4 separate regions of the Sus scrofa genome follow, and regions 1, 2 and 3 are each linked to region 4. A link is a contact called in public Hi-C and HiChIP or PLAC-seq data. All regions are on one chromosome and are shown on one strand. The core of a region is the stretch at or near the end of the contact, and the rest is flanking DNA. Distances in the headings are between cores, read along the strand shown.

What was found. A called contact is a pair of places that touch in the nucleus more often than the background predicts. HiChIP or PLAC-seq counts read pairs in DNA pulled down with a chosen protein or histone mark.
Region 1: a contact with region 4 is called in an H3K27ac HiChIP or PLAC-seq map of alveolar macrophages. The contact joins the promoter of SH3BGRL3 here to the promoter of PDIK1L in region 4. A contact is called at or near these places in 1 of 5 promoter capture datasets (fetal skeletal muscle), 1 of 47 Hi-C or Micro-C datasets (skeletal muscle) and 1 of 2 datasets of contacts at active chromatin or transcription factors (alveolar macrophages).
Region 2: an H3K27ac HiChIP or PLAC-seq map of skeletal muscle shows a contact between it and region 4, with 2.0 times the contacts expected there. The contact joins the promoter of STMN1 here to the promoter of PDIK1L in region 4. A contact is called at or near these places in 3 of 5 promoter capture datasets (fetal liver, fetal skeletal muscle and liver), 6 of 47 Hi-C or Micro-C datasets (embryonic fibroblasts, fetal liver, heart right ventricle and 2 more) and 1 of 2 datasets of contacts at active chromatin or transcription factors (skeletal muscle).
Region 3: a contact with region 4 is called in a Hi-C map of skeletal muscle, with 2.8 times the contacts expected there. The contact joins the promoter of CD52 here to the promoter of PDIK1L in region 4. A contact is called at or near these places in 2 of 5 promoter capture datasets (fetal liver and liver), 16 of 47 Hi-C or Micro-C datasets (alveolar macrophages, embryonic fibroblasts, epiblast stem cells and 10 more) and 2 of 2 datasets of contacts at active chromatin or transcription factors (alveolar macrophages and skeletal muscle).

What each region holds. Positions count from the first base shown.
Region 1 is chr6:83,686,152-83,688,851 of Sscrofa11.1, forward strand. It overlaps SH3BGRL3 (SH3 domain-binding glutamic acid-rich-like protein 3), which reads left to right and starts at 1,322. Exons shown (of 3, transcript XM_021095627.1): 1 at 1,322-1,643; 2 at 2,207-2,374; 3 at 2,489-2,700. The coding sequence starts at 1,596. The coding sequence ends at 2,554. It overlaps CEP85 (centrosomal protein of 85 kDa), which reads left to right. Exons shown (of 15, transcript XM_021095615.1): 14 at 1-1,643; 15 at 2,489-2,700. It overlaps UBXN11 (UBX domain-containing protein 11), which reads right to left. Exons shown (of 13, transcript XR_002344945.1): 13 at 2,558-2,700.
Region 2 is chr6:83,358,811-83,361,753 of Sscrofa11.1, forward strand. STMN1 (stathmin 1) reads right to left here and starts at 1,525. Exons shown (of 4, transcript NM_001009582.1): 1 at 1,493-1,525; 2 at 836-1,008. The coding sequence starts at 1,505.
Region 3 is chr6:83,722,134-83,725,054 of Sscrofa11.1, forward strand. It overlaps CD52 (CD52 molecule), which reads left to right and starts at 1,629. Exons shown (of 2, transcript NM_001257355.1): 1 at 1,629-1,737. The coding sequence starts at 1,684.
Region 4 is chr6:83,541,485-83,544,373 of Sscrofa11.1, forward strand. It overlaps PDIK1L (serine/threonine-protein kinase PDIK1L), which reads left to right and starts at 1,252. Exons shown (of 4, transcript XR_001309276.2): 1 at 1,252-1,906.

The DNA of each region.
Region 1 (2,700 bases), core at 72-2,571, 140 kb after region 4:
TCACTCCTGGGCCTGAATGAGACCCTTCTTAAATGTTTTTACAAGTTTGTGTTTTATTTATGGAGTGACTTATCCCTTCCATTTAGAGCAGCCCCACCCAGCCGTCTCTGGACTTCTGCCTCCTAAAAGCAGAGCTGCCTGATTGGCCTCCACCCTGTATTGGGAGCCCAGCCACCATGCTCACGGGTATTTTTCCTCAGAATTTATAAGCAGTTATTTATATGAACCCTTGTTATGTCAACTGGTTTGTATTGCCTATTTTGATTACAAAATAAAAATTTAACAAAGTCCTCAGTTTTCCATCGCCTTCTATTACCATCATCTCGTACTCCACCCCTTACTTTGGCTTGTTGGAGCCAAAGCATGGGGTTTTAGCCAAGTTCTCCAAACAGCAGCAAGGAGGCAACTTTGGCAGATCAAGCCTCTCGTGTCTGTATCTCTACTGCTTCTGCTCCTCTTTCATTCTGTGGGGACAGATGAGATCTTTCCCCATGGCACTTCTGATTGGGTGAAGCTGCCCTGAGTTGAAGCAAGTTTGTCATTGAGTTTCAGTAATCCTCTGAGGAGGAAGTCTGCTGCCTGTGGGTCGCTCTGAGGAAGTGGCACTGTGTTTGCCTCAAGGAGCTAGGGTTGTCTTCCTGGGTTATTCTCAGAGCCCTGGACCTGGGAGGACTTCAGAGTGGAGTCATGTCCAACCCCAGACAGATGGCTGAGTCACCCCAGTGGGGCTGGTTGCTCCTTCTGAACTCCCTGCATTTTGCTGGGAGTTGGAGTTTTGAAGTACCACCTACAGCAAGGAGTTGGGGTGAAGCTGGGGCCACCCCAAGACCAACTGTGGGTCTTTAACAAGGTCCCAGACTTAGGAGTCCTGACACCAACCTCTGCCTCCACCCAGTCCAGAAGTAGAAGCCTCTTTCTTACCTTGATCTCCGTCTGGCTCCTTGAGGGTGTGGCCCCATCTGCTGCTACACCCGTCTAAACCTGCCTATCTGAGCAGAGAGGAACTTTGGGGAAAATGTCTAAGCAAGGGCTGTCCCTGCTGTGGTGTGCCTGCTGGGTTAGCTCTGTGTGGGTGGCCCCTGGGGGAATGGGGCGGTGGTCCCTTGGGGTGAGGCCTCTAGCTGGAGAGTTTTAGGTTTGAAAACAGCTGAGACTTCAAAGCCCGGACCTGAGCAGCGCTGTCGTGGCACGGGGTGGCTACTTGGGTGCAGCAAATGCGGGCGAGGCGGAGGAGGAGGCCTTTGCCAAACCCTTGCCCCTGCCCCACCCTACTGTCAGGTTGATCCGCAGCCTCACACTGTGAGCCCTAGAACCGGGAGGAGTGGAGGGGACGGCCCTGCGTGGGGCTGGGGTCCTCCGCGCTCTGGGACCCCGAAGGGGAGGGGAAGGGGCCCGCTGGTGCGCGGGGCGGGGTCGCGCAGGCCCCGCCCCAGCCGCGCGCTTGTCTGCGCCGCCCATTGGTCCTGAGAGCGGTGACTCGCGGGCTGAGCAGGAAGGAAACCGCTCCCGAGCGCGGCGGCCTCGTCTCCAGGCCGTGCAGCTGCTGCTACCGCTACCCGTCTGCCTGTCTCTCGGCCTGTCGGTCCACCCGCAGCATGAGCGGCCTGCGCGTCTACAGCACGTCGGTCACCGGCTCCCGCGAAGTAAGTGCGCGCCGTGGGCCCGGCGCTGGGGGAGAGCGCGGGCGGCGGTCCTGGTGCTCGGGACCAGCGCCTGGGACCCGCCCCCAGGGCGGGGGAGGCGAGGTGCTGGGCAAGGCCTCCTAAGTCGGGTTGCGGGGGCAGGCTTCGCGGCCCCTTCCTGAACACTGAACACCTCCTTCCGGCCTCCTGGGTCCTCTGCACCCCCACTACCAGGCTGATCCTTGACCATGTCCTCATCTTGCCCTCCCTCTCCACTATGTGTGTACCTGGGGCCGGGGTGGCCCCTTACCAGCCTCCACTCAGGCATGCCTTGCTTTCTTCTTGCTGAGCTCCTGGCTTCCCCACCCTGAATTTATCCCACTTAGCTTCATTCTGACTCTCCTCCCCACGGTTGGTGGTCCCTCTCTCATCCCACACCACCACAAGCCTGACTCATCCTCCCAACTCCTAATGGCCAGAGCCCTCCCCTAGGGTATGGAGGGGGACAAGAAAACAAAAGCTCCTGGCCACTGTCCCAAAACCTCCAGATTGTTCACTAACCTTTGCCCGCCCTCTGCCCCCAGATCAAGTCCCAGCAGAGCGAGGTGACCCGCATCCTGGATGGGAAGCGCATCCAGTACCAACTAGTGGACATCTCCCAGGACAACGCCCTGCGGGATGAGATGCGAGCCTTGGCGGGCAACCCCAAGGCCACCCCACCCCAGATTGTCAACGGGGACCAGTACTGTGGGGTACGGGCCCAGGGGTTGGGGGTGAAGGGAATGTTGTAAGAGGACTGCCAGCCAGAGTCAGACCTGAGACAAAATACTAGGACACAGGTGACCTCCTCTCCTCCCCTCCCCCAGGACTATGAGCTCTTCGTGGAGGCTGTGGAACAAAACACACTGCAGGAGTTCCTGAAACTGTCCTGAACCAAGCCAGCGCCCGGACTCCGTCACCACATTCCCCTTAGCAATCACCCAGCCACGAAGGACCTTGTGACCAACCGCCTGGTATTCTTAACCTTCTGACCTTGGAGCCCCTCCCCCTAACCCATGACCTTTCTCCCCTCTCCTAA
Region 2 (2,943 bases), core at 275-2,774, 180 kb before region 4:
TACTTTATAACAGAGGTGCTTAGAAAAGAGAAGAGCTAGCAGTTCCCATTGTGCTTAGCGGGTAACGAACCCGACTAGCATCCATGAGGATGCGGGTTCAATGCCTGGCCTCGCTCAGGGAGTTAAGGATCCGGCTGTGAGCTGTGGTATAGGTCGCAGACACGGCTCAGATCCCACATTGCTGTGGCTGTGGCGTAGGCTGGCAGCTGTAGCTCCAATTCAACCCCTAGCGTGGGAAATTCCATATGCCACGAGTTCGGCCCTAAAAAAAAAAAAAAAAGGAAAAGAGCTGTCACGATATCAGTGAGCCAGCTGAGCAACACAATCACATTACTAGCAATTTAAAATGTTTTTATTGTCCAGGTCTCAAAAGACAAAACAAAATAAAAAACCACACACACACACGAACCCAAAAAACATATCAAAACCCCAAAACATAGAGACAAAAAGAAAAAAAGAATCTTCCACCAACAAATCTATTTTTCAAAGAGAAAGCATGAGAAGCATGAACTTTGGTTTCAGACAGACCTGGGTGTGAATTCTGGCTCCGACACTCACTAGCTATATGACTTGGGAAAATGACTTACATTCCCAAGACCATTTTCTAATCTGGTCTTTCAGAGCACACCTACTCTCCAGCGTCACTGCAGAAAAGGAGGACAATGAGAGTACAGGAGAGGGTACGTGTAACAGGAGCCCAGTAAATGATAACTGGTATTTATTCCTCCCACTGGCATATCTAGCCACAATTCTGTTTTCCTCTTGTTATGGAAATAAAACAGATTTGCCACATTACATTAAAAAAATACCCTGCTTTCTGTGAACTGATGTTTACCTTGCGTCTTTCTTCTGCAGCTTCTAATTTCTTCTGAATTTCCTCCAGGGAAAGATCCTTCTTCTTTGGAGGGGAAAGGGGGAATTCTGGGACGGATTCTTTTGATCGAGGGCTGAGAATCAGCTCAAAAGCCTGGCCTGAGGCACGCTTCTCCAGCTCCTTCACCTGGATATCTGGATTTTATGATTTTTATATCATATTTATAACACACTCAGAAAAATAGTTTTCCTGTTCTAATAGGCTGTTCTATTTTCTAAAAACCAAATCAATTTACTGAACAGAATTAGGGCTGATGAAGCAGCTGTGTTTATTGGAAGAAATTATCTAAACACCTCCCAGAAAAACAAAGCTCAACATTTTTGGGCTAATAAACACCATTCTGAGACATCAGTATTTGACAATCATTTTCTCAAACAAAAAAAAGTTGTGCAGAACTCCACATTATGCTTTAGGCCAAGTCAAATCATCTAATAATGAAACAATTAATTATGAGCTGTCAGTACATTCAAGTGACAATAATTTTTTCTTCTTTATAAAACAGATTTCTTAGTAAGACCACAACACTAGTGCCAAATTAAAGGCATAAGACCTGAGCCATCTCCTATTCTCAAATTAGAAGCCCGTGGCAAATTCAGCTTTTTCAAATAGATTACCTACCAGAAGAAGCCATGGTGAATAGAAGACAAGAGACTGGCAGTGTATTCTACACAATCCACTGGCAAGGAAAACCCTGAAAATGATTTTCAAAAGCACGCAATCAAATTTTTTGCATTTCTATGTCATGAATTCAAAGGGACTTCAAATCATATCCATACAAATTAAGGCCAGAAAAATTACTACTGTGAAATTAAATAAGACATCATTAGCCAGAAAATTTTATCTATAAAATACTCAAACACTGGGAAACCTGAATTGAATAGAATGCTGGTTGCAGAAGATCAAGTTAACTGAGCTTGCCTGTACAAAACACACTTCGATTCTTAAAACTAGACAAGGTTTAAATCACAAGATTTTTCTTCCCCTAATAAACTCTAAACTTTCCTCCCTGGCGAGAAGATATTCCAGATTCAACTCAACAGTGAGACCGGAGCCATCTTAACACTGCCTACAACTCATTGTGCAAATGGAACACCCACCCCTGCTTTGTCTGTGTCTGCCATGGTGTAAAACAAAACGCCCAAGCTAATATTAACCAATAATGTCGAACGCCTATTGTTCCTGCGGTTTAAGCTCCTCGTCCTACAGCGGGTAACACTAATTTTATGAACCTCAAGGTTTTAGATTACAATATTTGATGGTTTGTGTAGAATTTTCTCATGAAAAATTCTACATCCCTTCATTTTTTTTTAGGTCATGAATCTTGTAAACCCCAAGCTAGTACCAAAAACGTAGGAATACAGGTTCTCAGCAGCTGGAATTTAAAATCCGAAGCAGCGAAACGATCTAACCCCGGCGGAGCATTAGACTCAACATCAACCCCAGGATGGGCGTGGCCCTGGTCCAGGAGAGGAAAAGCGGCCAGCCGCCCCCGGCCAATCAAAGCACACCCTGCACACCAGCCCCTGGCCCCGCCCCCTTCCTCCCCGCGCCTTTTCGAATCTCCCCGAACTCACAACACCCGAGCCCGCGCGCGTGGGAAGGGGAGGGATGGGCGGGGCTAACGGTCCTATCCGGGTAACTCCGCCCTTCCCGGGCTCGCCCTGCGCAGACGCCCCCCTTCCCTACTCCCGCCAAAAACACCTTGAGGTGGCCCCCATCCCGGGTGCAGCTCGGCGGGTGGAGCAGTCCCCGGGAAAAGGCAGTGGGGTAGTCCTGCCGTCGGCTCGCCGCCTCTTTCCTTTGCTTCCAACCAACCTGCCGCCACCCAAGCTGTCTGCGCCCCCCGCCGCGAGAATGGAGAGCTCTCGTGGGGTGTCACCCTCTTGGAACAGCCCCACAGTCAGTCGGCGAGGGCGCGGCCCTGGTCGCCCAGAGTCTGGCCCTAAGGCCGCTGCTCCCTGGGGGCGCCGCCCCGCCCCCTTCAGACAATGGGGACCCCAGCGGGGCTGCACCTGCAAGGCGAGAGCCTACGCCCCCTATTGTCTTCTAGATGGTACCCTGGGGCTAAC
Region 3 (2,921 bases), core at 379-2,878, 180 kb after region 4:
TTCCCTTCGTGCCCGGGGGTGGGGGTGTGGGTGTTGGGGCACAAGATCCCTGCCCCTTCCTCTCCACTTCCTGGCTTTCTCTTACCAGCCTTGATTCTCAGTTCTTTTTTCTTTGTTTCTTTTTGGCCAGTGGCCCCTCTAGGGCCCACTCAGGTTTTTCTGAGGCTTGCAACACAAAGCCCAAAACCACAGGAGGGAAGTGAGAGTGGGATTTCTTTCACTACCTGGCATGCAAATGAGACGCAGAATAAAAGAGGGAAGGGAGAGTGGGTGAGGCGGGAGCTGGGCTGCAAAGCCAAGCCCTGGCTCTTCTGGGAGTGAGGGGGACAGGGAACCAAGACAATCAATGACTTCTAGGGCACCCTGGACATTACACACCTGGGTGCAGCTTCAGGCAGACCTGGATTCAAGTTCATGTCTGACTTTTATTACCTTGGACAAGTCACTTAATGTCCAAGCTTCAGTTTCCTCATCAGGACAATGGGGATGCTTATAAAATCCACTGCAGAGCCCCACCAAGAAAATACAGTGAGAAGATGTGTAAAGAATGGGGCTTTGTGATTCACCTCATCCCCCAGGCCTGGGCAGCTGGGACTTCACAGCCACCCCCACCCCAAATCCCTTCCAGGCAGTGTAGTCACCTTCTGCTTCCACCACTAGCACTCCTCCCACCCATCCAAGATGGAAACACACCACGTATCTGCTATTTGCTTGATCCAAATCACAGATGCCAAGTCTTAATAAACTCTGGAAATAATCCACTTCAGTCTTCTCATTGACCTGAGACCCATGAGGCCTGGAGGGAATGGGCTGACCCAGAGGCGAGGGCTTCCTAATGCAGTGCTTCTAGATTTTCACAAGAAATCCACCCCCACCCGGCAAATGTTAATGTTCCCCAAGCCTTCATTCTGTCTTTTGTCTTTTTTGTTGTTGTTGTTGTTGTTGTTGCTATTTCTTGGGCCGCTCCCGCGGCATATGGAGGTTCCCAGGCTAGGGGTTGAATCGGAGCTGTAGCCACCGGCCTACACCAGAACCACAGCAACGCGGATCCGAACCGCGTCTGCAACCTACACCACAGCTCACGGTAACGCTGGATCGTTAACCCACCGAGCAAGGCCAGGGATGGAACCCGAAACCTCATGGTTCCTAGTCGGATTCGTTAACCACTGCGCCACGACGGGAACTCCCCACTTCATCTCTACAACCTTTTTAATTATTACTAGCTTTTTCACTATCTCTCCATCTCCTTTTAATTATACTATATTTAATTCTCTGGCAGCTCCTTTGTTAAAGGCTCAGAGAGGTACAGTTTCTGGCCCAGGGTCTCAGAGTTCAGGGGATTAAACCAAGAGTCAGTCCCCACCGTGCATGACTCCAAGCCCAGGGCCCTCTTTACTGCCCCCCCCCCCCAATTTGCCCAAATCTCATCCCCAGGATCTGCCTCAGTGCCTTTCCAGAACCCATCCTCTGCCAGGGCTGTAGAACCCAGCTCCCGGTATCCTCAACCTCAAGGTCTGTAAAGCAGCAGCACCCCCACCCACACCCCGAAGGCCCTCCTTCCTCTCCACCCCGCCTCCCGGCCTCCTCCTCACTCATAAGCAGCCAAGCCAAGAGGGGCCTGCACACAGCCCTGCGTTCATCGCCAAAAGCTGCTACCAAGAGAGCCACCGCAAGCCTCCAAAGATGAAAGGCTTCCTCTTCCTCCTATTCACCATCAGCCTCCTGGTTATGATTCAGGTAAGAGCAGCTCCTCGGAGTCCTTGGCACCACTGCCCAGGAGTCCCCAGACCTGAGGCCATGCAGGTTCCCGGCACCCAGCCTTCTCCCATGGGAGCAGAGGCTCCAGCAGGGGGCCTGGCTCCCAACCTTCCAGCCCTTCTGGTTGAGGTCAGACTGTTTGAGGGCTGCCCCTGAGCCGACTGCCTCCTGTACCCGAGGCTGGGGAGCACTTACAAGGCACAATGAGGCACCCAAGCGTGTTGTGGAGTAATAGTCAACTGAGAGGCTTGGGAAGACGGCCCTGAGTAAGGATGGCATCAACCCACAGGGAAGCTGGGGAAACGGTCCTGTTGGGAGGGGACCAGAAAATGTTCACAGGGAGTCTGATCCAGTTTGGAGGTGGCAGGGAACCCCCCAGGAGAGGAGCCCAGGTGTTCAGCAACGCTAAGAAGATAGAAATCTCCTGCTCCAGAAACAGCTAGACTCTTGAGACCAACTGCTATTCTAGGAGGCAGCTTTGGCAGCATCTCACATGCTAGTCAGTATAGGAGATGGGAGCCATCAAGTTCTCGATCAAGAACAGCTTGATCAAGCATCAAGAACAGCTTGATCACCACCAAAAACAGCTCAGTCTCCATCCAGGGCAGCTTTAGGTGCAGCTTGATCAAGCATTGAGAACAGCCTGATCACCATCTGGCCATTTCCTCAGGGGAAGAAGTCACCCCCCTCACCCACCCACTGGCACTGTCTCATGTGACCCTCGTGACTGGAGTGGGCTCTTCTCCCCATTGACAAGATGAGGAAGCTGAGGCTCAGAGCGGCTAAGCCCCTGGTTGGGCTAAGGTCAAGGGCTGGGGCCACAGACTCCCCTCTCTCCTACCTGCTGGAGGAGCTGGTGGCCTGATAGACATGAAAGGAAGGTTCCATGGGAGGCGGACCAGGGACCGCCTCTGACCCTGCCCATGCCAAGGCAGGAAGCAGCCAACGGTCCCAACAGGACCTTGTGAAAGAAGTCGTGGTCATAGGGACAAGGGAACTGAGGACTGTAGTACTGGGGTGGGGGACACTGTGTCTCTAAACAAACATGAGAAGTTCCTGTTGTGGCTCAGCGGAAACGAATCTGACTAGAAACCATGAAGACATGGGTTCGATCCCTGGCCTCGCTCAGTGGGTAAGGGATCTGGCGTTGATGTGAGCTGTGG
Region 4 (2,889 bases), core at 2-2,501:
GGAGCCTGGAGAAATGAATCATAGACAAAGTTTCTGTCCCCAGGAACTCTCAGTCTAGTAGAAAGCCTATTGGCAAACATACTCATATAATGTAATTTTCAGAGCAGATTTATTCTGAAGCTTAAGTTTCAGAGTCCCTCACTTACAAAGACCCTTTCCAAATCCCTAGCAATGGGTTCATTTTGTAATCTTTTTCCTAAAGAGGACATGCCAAATTATTTAAACATCTACCTCACAGACTTTAGAGTCAGTTTCTTAACTTTGGGGTTTGGGGAGTGGATTCCAAATTCTGCAGCCAGCTTGAGAGGAGGAATTCCTGTATTTAATGACTGAGACAAACTGAGACAAACAAAAGGACAAGGCTCCTTTGACCAAGAGACACCCCTCCCCTGATTCTGATCAGTTACCCCACAGGTGTCCAGCTGGCTATCTACACAGAGCCCTCTATTTTCCCTGTAGTTTTTTTGTTTTTTGCTTTTTAGGGCTGCACCTGAGGCATATGGAAGTTCCCAGGCTAGGGGTCAAATCGGAGCTGCAGCTGTGAGCCTACATACACCACAGCCACAGTGACCCGGGATCCAAGCTGCATCTTCGACCTATGCTGCAGCTCACGGGCATCGTGGATCTTTAATCCAATAAGCGAGGCCAGGGATCAAACCCACATCTGCATGGATACTAGTTGCGTTCTGAACCGCTGAGCCACAATGGGAAGTCCTTTCCTCTACTTTCAAGGGTAGAAAGCAAGCCTTAGATTACATCAGTATTCCCAGGAGACAGCTAACCTCACTTCGCACTCAGGGCAAAAGCCTGAAGGGATTACAGAGCAGGGGGTTTTGGGGGCGGGGGTAAAGGGGTCACACCAGCTGAGTGGGTATTCAAGGCAGGTGCTCCCCCCTCAAAACAAACAACTTTCGCCAAATAAGACAAAGATCCGTTTTTGCTTTTGTTTTTCACCTCTAAAAGCAAGATTCGTCATAAAGCCTGTCCTTGTGGGGTTTGGTTGGGATTAGGAGACAACATTTAAAGACTTAACCCAGCCCCAGACTTTGCAGAGAAGCTGCATAAGTGGAGGACAGAAAATAAAATGGGTAATTGGTTGATTCTTGAGGGCAGGAGCAGGGATTCTTTGCACATCGTGCCTTGTACAGCACTGGGAGGAGGACTAGCCACTTTATTGACAAATAGTTGGTGCAGAATAAATCAGTTTAGAAGGAATGAAGGTTTCTGGCAGATAAAATATCGAACGACCGATTGGTCCGGGTCTCTGAGCAAGTGACAGTCCCGGACTGGCTATGAGGTGAACGCTTCCCTGGATTTGGCTGACAGCTGTCGGGTACCCCAATGACTCAAGCTGACCGTCGGGCCCCAAGAACGGCTGTCTTCGCTGTCAATCCCGGCTCCCGCCAACCCGGGCCTCCCCCTCTAGATGCGCAGGGCGGGGGTGGGGGAGGCCGACCCTCCACGAAGAGCCCGCGGGTGCCGCCACCGGGTAGGCGTGCGCGCGCGGCAACGGCCAAGTGCGGGCGCCACGGTCCCTTCCTCCCCACTGGGGGCAGGGCGCCCGTGACTCGCGGCGGCCGGGCACCGGAACAATGCGGCTTCGGCTTCTTTAAGGGAGATACCACCGCGCCGGCGGGGCAGGGGACTGCATCTTCCCAGATGATCGCACCCAGCCCCGCGCCGCCGCTGCCTCGGCAACTCCACCGCCCGCAAAAATGGCTCAGTGACTCTGACAAAAGGTGCAGCCTCCCGCTCGGCGGGGTGGACGCCAGGCCTCCCAGCTCGGGCCGTGCCTCCCCGCGAGCCCGCGGAAGAGGCCCGCATCCTGCAGGCATCTCAGGCCCGCGCCGAGGAAGATGCACCAGGCGTTCCACCCCAGCGACCCCGCACACCTGCCCGCAGCTCGGTAGGTCGTGAATGGAGGCGGGGCGGGGGAGGGGAGGGCGCCGACAGCACGCACCCCTAGGCCCGGACCTGCTGCTGCGGACCACCCAGGACCGCAGGCCGTGCGAGCCTGCCGCAGCTGGAAGGCGACCGAGTCCCGTGCATGGAGCGGCCTCCGACTCCCGGGCCCGACCACCCCTGCGGGGAGGGGCACGAGTGGTGCGTTCCGGAGCGCGCACCCCTTCCGCGACTCCCGTGTCCTGAAAGCCAGGGGAGCCGGGAGGAAGCCAGCGGAGCGCCGGGCGCGCGCCCAATAGGACTGGAGCTCGGCGTCCCCGCTCGCGCTACGGAAAGCCGGAGGGGGGCGGGGCCGCGCGGCGTAAGGGGGTGTGTCCGCGCGCACCACGGGGGCGCGCGCCGGCCTCTGACTGGAGGCCGCGGCGGCGGAGGCGCGAGCTGCCCGATAATGGCGGCCTGCAGAGCCCGTGAGAGGGAGAAGCGGCGGCGGCTACCCTGAGGTAAATCTGGCCCCTCGGCCTGGCAGAGAGGCCTTGAAGCAGAGCCGAAGGCCCTGCACGTGCCTCCGGCCCCAGGAGTCCTGTCACAGGGCTGTCAGCACAGTCATCCTGGGGAAGGCCCCTCGCACCTCAGGCCTCCGGCCCGCACCCCTCAGGCCACCGGCCCCAGCTGCGGCCTCCTCTAATTCCCGTGGTCCCGGGCCTCAGCCGCCGGCCCCGAGAAGTAGGGACAACTGCAGGACCGGCTCTTCGGGGTGAAGGGCCCCTGGAGGATCCCCTCCGGGTTTCAGCTGGACGCAGCCGAGGAGGGGGAGGGCCTGATACTTGGCCAATGAGCGGGGCCCTGAGCCGCCGCGTCTGGCAGCACCTCTGCCCAGGACTGGCCCTTCCCGGGCGCCAGCAGGTGTACTGCCTGGCCTGCCCGCGTCCGGGGCTGCGTGCGCCCGGCAGGCGCGAGGGCCGGGAGATGCCGTCGTAAATTACCAAG